3 separate regions of the Mus musculus genome follow, and regions 2 and 3 are each linked to region 1. A link is a contact called in public HiChIP or PLAC-seq and capture Hi-C data. All regions are on one chromosome and are shown on one strand. The core of a region is the stretch at or near the end of the contact, and the rest is flanking DNA. Distances in the headings are between cores, read along the strand shown.

The links. HiChIP or PLAC-seq counts read pairs in DNA pulled down with a chosen protein or histone mark. Capture Hi-C pulls out chosen DNA fragments and counts their contacts.
Region 2: a contact with region 1 is called in a capture Hi-C map of embryonic stem cells, with 2.6 times the contacts expected there. The contact joins two enhancer-like sites. A contact is called at or near these places in 1 of 484 Hi-C or Micro-C datasets (muscle stem cells), 9 of 115 datasets of contacts at active chromatin or transcription factors (acute myeloid leukemia, effector CD8 T cells, embryonic basal ganglia and 6 more) and 1 of 9 other capture datasets (embryonic stem cells).
Region 3: a contact with region 1 is called in an H3K27ac HiChIP or PLAC-seq map of embryonic stem cells, with 5 read pairs. The contact joins two enhancer-like sites. A contact is called at or near these places in 2 of 484 Hi-C or Micro-C datasets (embryonic fibroblasts and embryonic stem cells) and 8 of 115 datasets of contacts at active chromatin or transcription factors (the 230-238 cell line, bone marrow-derived macrophages, craniofacial prominence and 1 more).

What each region holds. Positions count from the first base shown.
Region 1 is chr10:95,262,887-95,266,746 of GRCm38.p6, forward strand. The region is part of intron 2 of Cradd (CASP2 and RIPK1 domain containing adaptor with death domain); the gene reads right to left. Among named protein-coding and RNA genes, the nearest start is that of Cradd, 59 kb to the right of the region's middle. Within about 2 kb of position 1,950, at least 160 of the 459 cell types and tissues checked have an H3K27ac peak or open chromatin away from gene starts, as enhancers often do. A contact at or near this core is called in embryonic stem cells and muscle stem cells, where this site is marked.
Region 2 is chr10:95,011,903-95,015,762 of GRCm38.p6, forward strand. No RefSeq gene overlaps it. Among named protein-coding and RNA genes, the nearest start is that of Gm40744, 52 kb to the left of the region's middle. Within about 2 kb of position 2,204, at least 53 of the 459 cell types and tissues checked have an H3K27ac peak or open chromatin away from gene starts, as enhancers often do. A contact at or near this core is called in muscle stem cells, where this site is marked.
Region 3 is chr10:95,452,697-95,456,556 of GRCm38.p6, forward strand. No RefSeq gene overlaps it. Among named protein-coding and RNA genes, the nearest start is that of 5730420D15Rik, 37 kb to the left of the region's middle. Within about 2 kb of position 1,840, at least 11 of the 459 cell types and tissues checked have an H3K27ac peak or open chromatin away from gene starts, as enhancers often do. A contact at or near this core is called in embryonic stem cells, where this site is marked.

The sequences.
Region 1 (3,860 bases), core at 700-3,199:
CCCAGCCCTGGGCAGAGACAGCGTAGGAGCCATCCTCCCGCCCCAATTTCTACCTCACAGCAAGAGGTGGAAGAGAGTGTGTATTGCTAAAAGCCAGTAAGTAACCTGGGAGGGAACTTGTTATGCAAGATAGAAAACTAATACAGAGGGTAAAGAAAACAGTTTAAGACTTTCTTAAACTCACTTATCTTTACTTAGTGATTCCAACTTAACTCAGTTACACAGAAAAATAATTTTTTTTTGGATACTATAAAGATCAAGATATGACCAGGAAGATTGCTCTCTCAATAGAGAGCTTGCCTTATAAACAGTGGCTCGCAACCTCCCTAATGCTGCGACCCTTTCAGACAGTTCCTCATGCTGTGGTGACCTCCCCCCAACTGTAAGATTATTTCATTGCTACTTCATAGCTGTAGTTTTGCAGCTGCTATGAATTGTAATATAAATATGCAACATTCAGGGTATCTGACCTGTGACCCCTGTGAAAGGCCCTTTCGGCTCCCAAAGAGATCTGGACCCACACGTTGGGAACTGCTGCTTATAAGCATGAAGCCCTGAAACAGATCTTCAGAACCACACAAAATGTCAGGACAGTGGCCTAGGCTTGGAATGCCGTTCCTGGGAGACAGAGACAAGGTATCCTGGCGCTTGCTAGCCTAATCCATGAGCACCAGGCCAATGAGAGACCCTGTATCAAAGAAGGTAGCAACTGTTCAGAAGTTGTCCTCTGGAGCACACATTAGTAATAGTAATAATAATAATAATAATAATAATAATAGGAGGAGGAGAGCTGGAGAGATGGCTCCATTGTTAAAAGCACTGGCTGTTTTTTCAGAGGAAACAGGTTCAATTCCCAGCATCCATATAGCAGTTAACAAGTATCTATAACTCCAATTCCAGGGGATCTGACACCTTCACACAGACATACATGCAGGTCAAATACCAAAGCACATAAAAAAAAATAATAAATATTAAGTGTCAAATCATTTAAAATGTTAAAATATTACAATATAACATTTCATTACATAACCTCAAAGCACTACCTAGAAACCAAAGATTGTTCCCAATAATTCATAGCACACACAGCCTGGACTGGAACCTAAATGTGAACACAATAGAAAGCTCATTTTTATCATGATTTTCAAATACATCCACACCAATTAAAAATATGCGGAAAAGAGTAATTTTAGCCTTTCATTGTTTAAAGAACAGTTTCTCAGAGAATTCCAGTTAGTGTTCGAAACAACAGTGCAATCATTAGAGTTTTCCAGCGATGGAATTGTGTGCAATCACAACCACAGCAATCAGAAACAGCCAGATTGCTAGAATGTCATAGGGGGGGGGGGGATGACAAGAGGACAACACTCTGGTCCACCTCTAGGATTCTGTAGAATAGTTCTGTAACTCAGTAACAGAATGCTGGGTTTATCGGAGTTCCGGTTCTGTTTCTACTATTAAAGGGCCACGTGAACTCACTCCATCTTAGTTCTCAACCCTATTTTCAGGGCAGCATGGATTATCCCCATTGCGTGAGTCTAAACAGGAATAGCATACAGTCTTTAAAATTTTTAAGGGCAGGCTTTTGTCTACAGGACGCCTTTGCAGAAGCGAGGTTTGAGTGAGGCTTCAGGTCCATGGCGGGAGAGGAGACGCTGGAGAGGCCAGGCCGGCTGTTGGTCATAGGGCTGATAGGGCCCAACACACACCAGTGCTAACACCTGGCTGCAAGCACGGAACCAAAACTCATCTCACACACTAAAACCCCCAGCAAGCTAGTACTGCTGTCTGGGCAAAGCTCTGCGGAGGCCGCTGGAAGAAAGGCGAGTTTCCCGGTATTCCCGAAGCAGTGCCAGTGTTTGTGCAAAGCTCACGTTTCACTCCGGCTTGGGATGGAATGGAGTTTGTTTCCTCAACAGAGTCGAGTTGCCCTGGTTTTGATGGGGTGAGGGCATGTCGATCGCTTCACGGGGTTGCCTTTCCTAATTGCACACAGGCAAACACTCACTCTTCGAAGGGTGCTGTCACCCTCGCGGTGGCAGTGGCGGTGGCGGTGGCGGCGGGGAAAGTCTGCACCCTGGAGCGGGGACGCTGCCTCCGGCTGCAGCCCCCTTAGTCTTAGCCTTATCGCGGCACACACCAGTTCCTAGAGAAGAGATTCCGAGAAAAAACCCCGGGTTCCCTAGAAACATTAAATTAACACAAGGGATCTGGAAACGAAACAGCAGATGCCTGAAAGCCTTCCCCCTTGCTGGTTTCCTGCCTTCTCGGAAAATCTTTGCGTTAAAATAGATTGGATTACCCGACTCGGCCAGATGCAGCTCTAGACCTGCTGAAAGTGCACAGGAAAGCAAGCCGTGTGCCATCTTTTAGAAAGATTTTTTTTTCTTTCCCAGGTGGTAGAAAACTGCCTTCGGGTTGTTGGTATTAGCAAGGACTGGAGGCTGAGTTGCTTGAGTCCCGATAGAAACTTTCCCCAACTCCGACTTGCAAATCTGATAACCCGAGAATGCAACAGAGTAGGGTAAGCGCAAGACTTGCCTTAGTTCCGAGCCTAGGAATAGGATGCCTCGTCCCCTTTTTACTAAGAAGAAAATGTCTGTTTTATTCTGGAATCTACCTTGACCAAAACTATGAAACCAGAATAAAGCTAACAGCATTTCCTGGGAGTCACAGAGGTTGAAGGCATTCTGTCAGGCTTCTCATCAGAATCTCAGAAAATAACTATCTCAGAAAGTAACAAACTAACCCCCCAGGAACCCTGTCTGCATCATCTCGTACTCTCTAAATTCAAGCTACAACTGATAACCACACATCTGAAAAGCAGTCAGCCGTGGGCGCCTAAGTATATTCCATTTCTGAGGCATCTTCCACACACAAATTATTTTTGGTAGCTGAGAATCAGATGCAAAGCTTCCTATGAGCCTTAAGAATTTTAAAGAAGAAATACAGTTTTGACTGTAGCTTCCTTCCTTGATACATTTCACTGGTTTCTTTTGGTAATCCTTACAGAGGGGCTCAAGATCCTTAGGCTCTGTTTTTAACACCGGCCCTTGTTTCTAGTGAATCAGATCATAACCTGTAGTTATAAAAGGATTCTGTGCTTAGCCTGGGCTTGGGTGCTCTGGGTGGAGGAACACATTTCAAAATCCTCTAAACAAAAAGACATGTCTTTGCCTACGCATAAGAACAACAGAACCTATTGTAAAACCCTCAGGCGGACAAAATTACCTCCCCAGAAGCCGCTCTGGGTACTCCTGCATAGAGTATGGAGGAAAAGACAAAGGACAGTTTCATATGGACTTCCCCTCTTCCAACTTTACCGCAGGCCTCAAGAAAGGCAAGGAGGACTCTAAACTGTTTATAAGAAAGCAAAGAAAAATGTTGTAAGGATTACTTGGCTAGCAGGCCACAGGCAAAGCTGGAAGCAGCAGACAGCAGCCGGCAGGCAGAGAGCCGCTTAAAACCGAAAGTCCAACTGCTTTGAGCAGGTAGACTCTCATACAACAAAATTATCAGAGGAACATCCCTCCGAGCAAAGATGCTGCTTGCTTTGTATCTCGCTGTTAGGAAAGGGAGCCCAGTCACACAAAACTGCTACAGTAATCATAAATAGCCCAGCAATGCTAGTCTGTGGCTGCTTTTTTGTATTCTTTAATGACAAGTGAATTTCCAAATGATTATGAGTGACCACATGTGACATTTTTCCAGTTGGGTCTTTCACCACAAAAGCATGCCTGTCACTAAGACACAGTCTTATATGCTAAGAACAAACTGTATATTGCTCTCATGTGTCACAGGAACAAAACTGATGGCAAAAGGTCACCCGGACTCTTTTAAAAATATTTCATAATTTGAAAGTA
Region 2 (3,860 bases), core at 954-3,453, 250 kb before region 1:
ATCCCAGTCAGGAGGTCCAAGGAAGAAAGAGTAGAGAGAATGAGGAGATGGAGAGACTATATGAAGGGACCAGGAGGGTTCCCGACATGACTCAATGAGAAGGAGAATTCTCCATGAGATCATGATGAGAGAGCAGCCCTGAGGATACATGTGAACTGGAGTAAACCAGGGTAAGACCAGATAGCAAGTAACAGCCCATGTGGCCTAGTCAGTTTAGAACAGCTCAGAACCTGCCCAGCTAAGGCTTGCAGCCCATTAATAAAATTAACAGGTCTCTGTGCCATTTATTTGGGAGCTAAAATGGGTTAAAGTGGGCATAGAAATGCCATGTTGTTACCTGGGAGCAAAAGGGGTGTCGAACACCCCCTAAGAATTACATTTACAGTGATCAGCATAACTAAGCTGCCCCTGGCTGAGGTGTGATCCTCTCTGTCACAGTCCCATTATAGACTCATTGTTTCTGGTCCTTTCTCCCTTACAAGGTGGTAGATAAGATAACAGGATGATATGAAACCTCCTCTGGCTGGCACTATGCTTCAGCCTGTTCCTTCATCTTGTGAGAGGCTCCAAGGGATCCAATTCCTTGGGGACCATTGTTTCCATAGTGTGATAACCAAAGAAAGGTGAGGCTGTCTTCTTTTTAGAAGATCTTTGTTTGTGCCAGGCTGGCTAAAGGCAATTCCACAAAAGCCCAGCTTTCTTTTAGAAGAATTTGCCTCTTAGAGGTCCCACCATCTCCTAGTGATAGCACTGCCTGGGGACTAAGCCTTTAGCATGCCAGTCTTTGGGAGACATGTATCCAAACATAGTAGAACACATCTTTAGGAGGCCTATGGTGTTCAGCTTTGAGAACCAACCTCTGTGTTAGACAGATCTGGCTGTCAAAGCCTTTGAGCATGAAACAACATAAATCTGATACGGAAAGACGAACTATAAAGACACAGGCTAAGAAAAGGGAACCTGGGTTAGTTAGCATCTTTACTGATGCCATTTCCAAACTGTACAACTGTGGTGAAGTCAACTGAGCTCCCTGCTCTCATGTTCTTTTTAGATAATCAGACATTGCAAAGGTTGTACAATGACTAACAAAAAACCATGAATGAAAAACCTTAGCTAAGCCAGGTGTGGTAGCATACGCCTTTGGTCCCAGCATGAGGAATACAGAGACAGGCAAGTGGATCTCTGTGAGTTCAAGGCTAGCCTGGTCTGTGGATTGAGTTCCAGGACTGTTAAACAAATAAACTCCATTTGGAAGAGAGAAAAAAAGAAGAATATATAGAGAGAGAACAGAAAAAAAACAGAGAGAGGGAGAGAGAGACAGGGAGGGAGGGAGAGAGAGACAGGGAGGGAGGGAGGGAGGGAGGGAGGGAGGGAGAGAGAGAGAGAGAGAGAGAGAGAGAGAGAGAGAGAGAGAGAATGAATCCAAGCCCCCAGGCTACATGCTGACAGGTCCCAGACAGAGGGCACTGTAGCCTTCTTTGCAACCCACCCCACCCCTGGAGAATGGAGCTGGCTAAGTCTCTGCTAAGAATAGAATTCCCTTGGCTCTTGTTTTTCAGCTCAGAGAATATCAGATTTGCTTGCTTCTTGGCTGTGTCTGTCTTTTGCTTCCTTTAAGGTGTCTTTTTAGGTTTTTTAAAATTAAAAAAAAAAAAAAAGAAAGAAAAAAGAAAAAACAAACTTAACATTTCTACTACTCCCAATGTCTTCTCAGAGAGCGTAGCGTTTGATCGTGCCGAGTCCAGGAGGTAGATGCGGCGGATACTTCTGATCTTCTGGGCTGCTTTTGGAACGCCAGAGTGTTACTAGGCTTTCTCGGTTGATGCCAAGCAATCTAGCTGTAAGTTGAAGAAAAAAATAACGAAGAAGCCCTTGGAAGGAAACGGTGTTTAGTACGTGGTTGGAGGTGGGGAGTGAGAAGTTTCCTCTGGGCTGAGGCTGACAAGAGGAAACCAAAAAGAAAAAACATGGATGTAACAGAAGAAGAAAATGTTTTTAATGGAAAGGCTTCCCAGAGATGGAAAGAGACCGAAGGTCTTGGCCTCCGTCATTTCTATTGTCCATCTGAGGGTGTGCATGGTGCCCTGTGCCTCTCTCTTCCTCCGCCGATTCTTCTAATTCTTGAGGGCATTAGGAGATGGGGCTGATTCATCACTTGGACTGAAGCAGGAGGGCTTGGCCCAGGCAGCTCTGCCTCAGACTGAAGGCCAGATTAATACCGTTAGTGGAAAGTGTTCCAACTGAATGGGGGAGCAGGGCTCTGGCAAGGTCACTTTCCATCAGGGCCTGCCAAAGCTGATGTCACCAGGAACTTGCAACCTGCATCTGATTTCTCCCTTTCTTTTGTACTTTTTGTTTTGATTTGTTCTTTTGAGACAGGGTTTCTCTGTAGCCCTGGCCATCCTGGAACTCACTCTGTAGACCAGACTGGCCTTAAACTCAAAGATCTGCCTGCCTCTGCCTCCGAAGTGCGGGGCATTTTATACTTTTTTTTTTTTTAAAGGCACAGAATGATGTCCCCAAAGCTCACCTCTCATCGTTCATTCAAGAGGAAGCTTATTTTTAATTTTTCCACCAATTCTACTGTACTACCCAACTTAGTTTTTAAAGACTGCATGTCCCAACTTATGCTAACGAGACAGCAGGCACCCACTGTGGTTCTACGGTGGGTTAGGAAATGAGGTTGGATAAGCAAGGGCAGCCAGGTGTGGTGCCAGGCCTGCCATCAAACTGAACAAGAGGCGTGAGAGTCACGTGCATAGATCAGTGCAAGGAAGATGATTCTTCGGAGCTTTTGGAGAAGTGGGAGGCAAGTGAGGTCTTGAGTGGTCTGGGAAGACTGCCTGGAGGGGGTGATCTGTGAGGAAGATGGGTAAGCAGAGGGAGGCATAGGAAGGGCATTCCAGAATGGACACTAAAACAGTAAACAGAACAAGTAGTGATGTAAACGGGCTGTCTGTCAGGGTGTCCTGCCCCCGGGTGTAGAGGTAGCCTTGATATAAACACTGTAGTCCAAGCCTTTCTCAAAGTTTATCTCCTGGGTAAAAGGGTGATTGATGCTTTCCTGAGATCACCTCAGACACTTTGCCTGCAGCATCTCTGTTCCAGCTAAGTTCCATGGGCCAATCCCTAAGAGCCAATGGGACACCCACTGAAAGGGTGACACCCCACTATAAGGGTGACCTTAGAGGCCAACTGGACAACCACTGTAAGGGTGGCCCTAGGGGCCAATGGGACACCCACTGTAAGGGTGATCCTAGAGGCCAATGGGACACCTGCTGTAAGGGTGACCCTAGGGGCTAATGGGATATTTACTGTAAGGGTGATCCTAGAGGCCAATGGGACACCTGCTATAAGGGTGACCCTGGGGGCTAATGGGATACTTACTGTAAGGGTGACCCTAGTAGACAATGGGACACCTGCTGTAAGGGTGATCCCTAGGGGCCACTGGGACACATGTTGTAAGGGTGACTCTGGTAGAAAATGGGACACCCACTGTAAGGGTAACCCTAGGGGCCAATGGATACCCACTGTAAGAGTGACCATAATAGACAATGGGACACCGCTGTAAAGGTAACCCTAGGAGACAGCAGGATACCCACTGTAAGGGTGACTCTAGGTTGCTCCTTTGCAGGGACAGCACTTGACTCTAAGTGTGAGTGTATTCCCTTGCAGTGAAGTCTCTGGCAAATGGCTGGTAGCTGCTGGTATCCTTGGATATCCTCTGACCTCTTCCCCTGCCACATTCCCAGCTCTTTCCAATGGTCTCTGGAGCACCCGTGTGTCCACGCTTATTGTCTCCCGAGGGGATGGAGAATTGCCCAGCTAAAACTTTAGGACCGGGTAGCCATCTGGCAGGC
Region 3 (3,860 bases), core at 590-3,089, 190 kb after region 1:
AGGCACATGTTCTCACATCAAGGATGGATGAGGCCATCCGGTAGGAGGATAAGAGTCCCACAAGTAGGCAGACGACTCAGAGACAGCCCTGTTCCCTTTGTTAGGATTTCCACAAGAACACCAGGCTATGCAACCATAACACACATGCAGAGGACCTCGGTCAGACTCATATAAGCTCTCCAATCTCTGTGAGCACACATGAATCCCAGTCAGGTGATTGAATCATTTTCTTGAAGTTTCCAAAAATGGTAACACTTTCTTCAACATTCACAGTATGGGAGGTGCTGCGGGAAATATTTTTTTTTAAAGGGCCCAGCACAGTCCCACAAGTTTGCTGGCAATTCTCGGCCCCATGGCAGTCCGTCCCATGGGCTCTGTCTCTACCTGCCAACTCTCTGGCGGGGGCCAGAGCTCCCGAGTTCCTTTTGCTGTCACACCAACCCCACACCACAACTGTCCACCCCATGGTCAGCCACCACAACACCCATTTACCAGGTAGAAGCAAAACTCGTGAAGCTTATAATTAACCAATCAGATTTATGTATCAATAAATTCTCAATTTACAAGATGCCAGTACAATAATTTCAGAGCCAAATGATAATGACGAAAGCTTTATCCCAATTATTCTCACCTTGTGATATCAGAACTACCTGTGGCGGTTAAAGCCACTCTGGTTCCTGTCCACTTCTATCTCAGGCTTCCCTTTCTCGCTGAGACATTCTCTGTCTTTGCAACTCTTAGCTCCGCCTCTCTTTTCCCTGTCCAATCACAGGCCTCCTGCTGCCCTAATATGATTGGACAAGGAAAATCCTGCGACAGGGAGGACCTACATAGTGTGGCACAGGTTTCCTTGCTTCAGAGGTAGGGATGACTCTAGGCTTCCATTACTGTGTTCTGATCTACCTGTTTAACACTCTATTTATAGCTAACCAGTTTCCACTTAACAGGTGTTGCCCTTGATTCAGAATATGGCTTTCAACCCACTGCCCTTTTACACACACACACACACACACACACACACACACACACACACACACACACACACCACACATACACCACATACCACACACACAACACATGTCAGTCTTCTATATCTAGTTTCGTTACATCTCTTCAGACACTGCAGTACAGATTGGCCAGGAGCTACTTTCTTAAAAATGAACTAAAATAAACAAGCAGATGCTTTTCAAGAATGCCCAAGATTGCGGTCTTAAAAATAGAAAACTGGGCTTAAGTAGCAGGTGTCCCAAATGAGTCTTTGAATTGAGGCTAATGAGGTAGAAATGTTTCTAACTTCGCGCTTAACAAAACAGAGAAAGAAGGAAATGCTTATAAAATTTTAGAGACCCTTAAGCCACCCTCTCAGAAAACATGCATGCTCTCTGTCTCTGTCTCTGTCTCTGTCTCTCTCCAAATGGTCAATAACTATTATTAACAAAAGGTTCTTTGTATAAAACCCTTTCTTGATACTAGAAATGTATCCGGCTACCACTAAGAATGTCCTTTGTAAGCTACACTCAAGGTCACGTTCAGGATTTCATGTTGTCTTTATCCTCTTCCCCTCTGTATAATTCCAGAAGTGTCATCTCTACCTAGGATACTTTTAAAAAATGCTAATCTTTATTTCTCTGGCTATTTTTTCATTATAAGTAATAATAATAAGATCCAGAGCCAAGAAGAGGTTTCCCAACCTCTGGCCATCAGATGCCAAGATTTCTAGACACTGGTGGCTTTCTTATGGTGGCAGAGCCAATGCCTCAGGAAAGACAGTACTGAGGGGTAGAGTGAGCAAGGCACAGGTCACAGGGCTGCTAGGGTGGGGGGTAAGAACCCGCCCCTTTTACAGCCTGCTTGCAGAAGTCTGCCCGGCCTCGCAGGAAGGAGAGACTTTGTGTTGGGATACTGGGCTACCTCTGGGCAGGCTGTAGAGGGGAAAGAAATGCTTCAACCAGCCTGGTCAGGATACAATCACTTTCTCAACATTGCCAGAAGATGTACTGTAGTCCTAGGAAAATGTATAATCACCAAATTATAATCATCTGGTGATTCTGGCTGGGGAAACGCCTCCGTTTTGAGATTTTCATGATTAAGAGAGAAAGCACATTGGGCAGGAGGTTTTTCTTTCTGTCCAGTAATGTTTCATGGTCTTCTTGCTGACACTGATGATTCCCAGATCAAAGTTCTGCGCTCCTATGATACTCCTTACCGTTCCCCTCTTCCTGCAAAGAGGCTTTCTCAAGGGGTCCACAGGCTGGAAGTTTTTAATCACCAAAGCCTAAGAGACGAATACCCTGGCCCTTGAACATGTTCGGAAAGAACCAGACCATAGAGAAGCCGAGGAGGGGTTGAGGGTGAGGCCATGTAATCTCTCCAGATCATTTAAAATAATTATTTCTGATTATAAAGTGATACTCGATGGGAATGGTGGCACACGCCTTTAATCCCAGCACTCGGGAGGCAGAGGCAGGTGAATTTCTGAGTTCGAGGCCAGCCTGGTCTACAGAGTGAGTTTCAGGACAGCCAGGGCTTCACAGTGAAGCCCTGTCTCGAAAAATCAAAAATAAATAAATAAATAAATAAAAATAAAGTGATACGCATTCATGTATTCACAGGGCAAATATTTATCTATAATCGCAGGCCCTTTTCTAGATATGTTTTTCACTGGAATCTTTTTTATATTATTACACTATCTTCACCAACATTGGATTTAACACAATATTTTATGGTAGACTGTCTCCCTTTTTTTTAAAGAATCAAGTTCATTTCCAATTTCTCCATCATGTAAATAATATAGCAATGACCTTCCTTGGATATACTGTAGTTGCCCCTTTATCTATGGTTTTAGTTTCTGTGCGTTTGTTCCATGGAATCAGTCATAGTCCGAAAACATTAAATGGAAAATTCTAGAAGTAACCAATTCATAAGTCTGAAATAACTTTTATTACAGGGTAGTACACTCACTCTATGTGTTACTAGTTCTTTTAGTTAATACCTTATTTTGCCCAACTTATAAATTAAGCTATCATAGGGATGGATAGTGAAGAACAAGTATAGTTGGTATCAAGCTTGGTACAGTCTGCAGCTTCAGATGGCACTGGGGGTCTTGGGACTGTGATAAGCAAGGGCTGTCTACTACAGACCCTTGTCTGTGTTTATTACTAACTATTTTACTTATTTATTTATTTTGGTTCTTCGAGATAGCCCTGTAGACCAGGCTGGCCTCGAATTCAGAAATCTGCCTGCCTCTGCCTCCTGAGTGCTGGGATTAAAGGCGTGCGCCCCCACGCCCGGTTTACTAACTCTTTAAAATAATCGTGTAAGAATAGAATTACTGCCTGTATTGGTTACCTTTCTGCTGCTGGGCTAAAACACTAGGACTGAGACAAGCTATAAAAGAAAGAGCTGACTTGTTTGCAGATCCTGAAGTTCGAGTCCCTGATGGCTGAGTGAAGGTTTAAGAATGCTGGGAACTCACATTTCAAACTGCGCTGAGGTGGCTTAGAGCCCCTCCCCCACCCCACCCCCTGCAGATGTCAGGTGATGTTTTGTGCTCTGTGTAAAGTTTACCCTTGGGTTATTCAAATGTTGATTTCTCTGCCCTAGTATCCTGTTTCAATCAGGACATGTCATTGTGATGCTTATACCAAGAATCTCCTGTCTCAAGTTTGTGTAAACAGTTCTCACCATTTATTCTTTGCCTCCTCAAGAAATGCTGATCACCCAATGGCTCAACAGAATAGAGAAGAGGGTGGGACATTGGCCAACCAGAGGAAAAAAGAGAAGAGAGGGAAATTCAGATGAACTGGTAGAACAGAGGAACTGGAGCCATGAGGAACAGGACTGAAGATCAATAATAATAT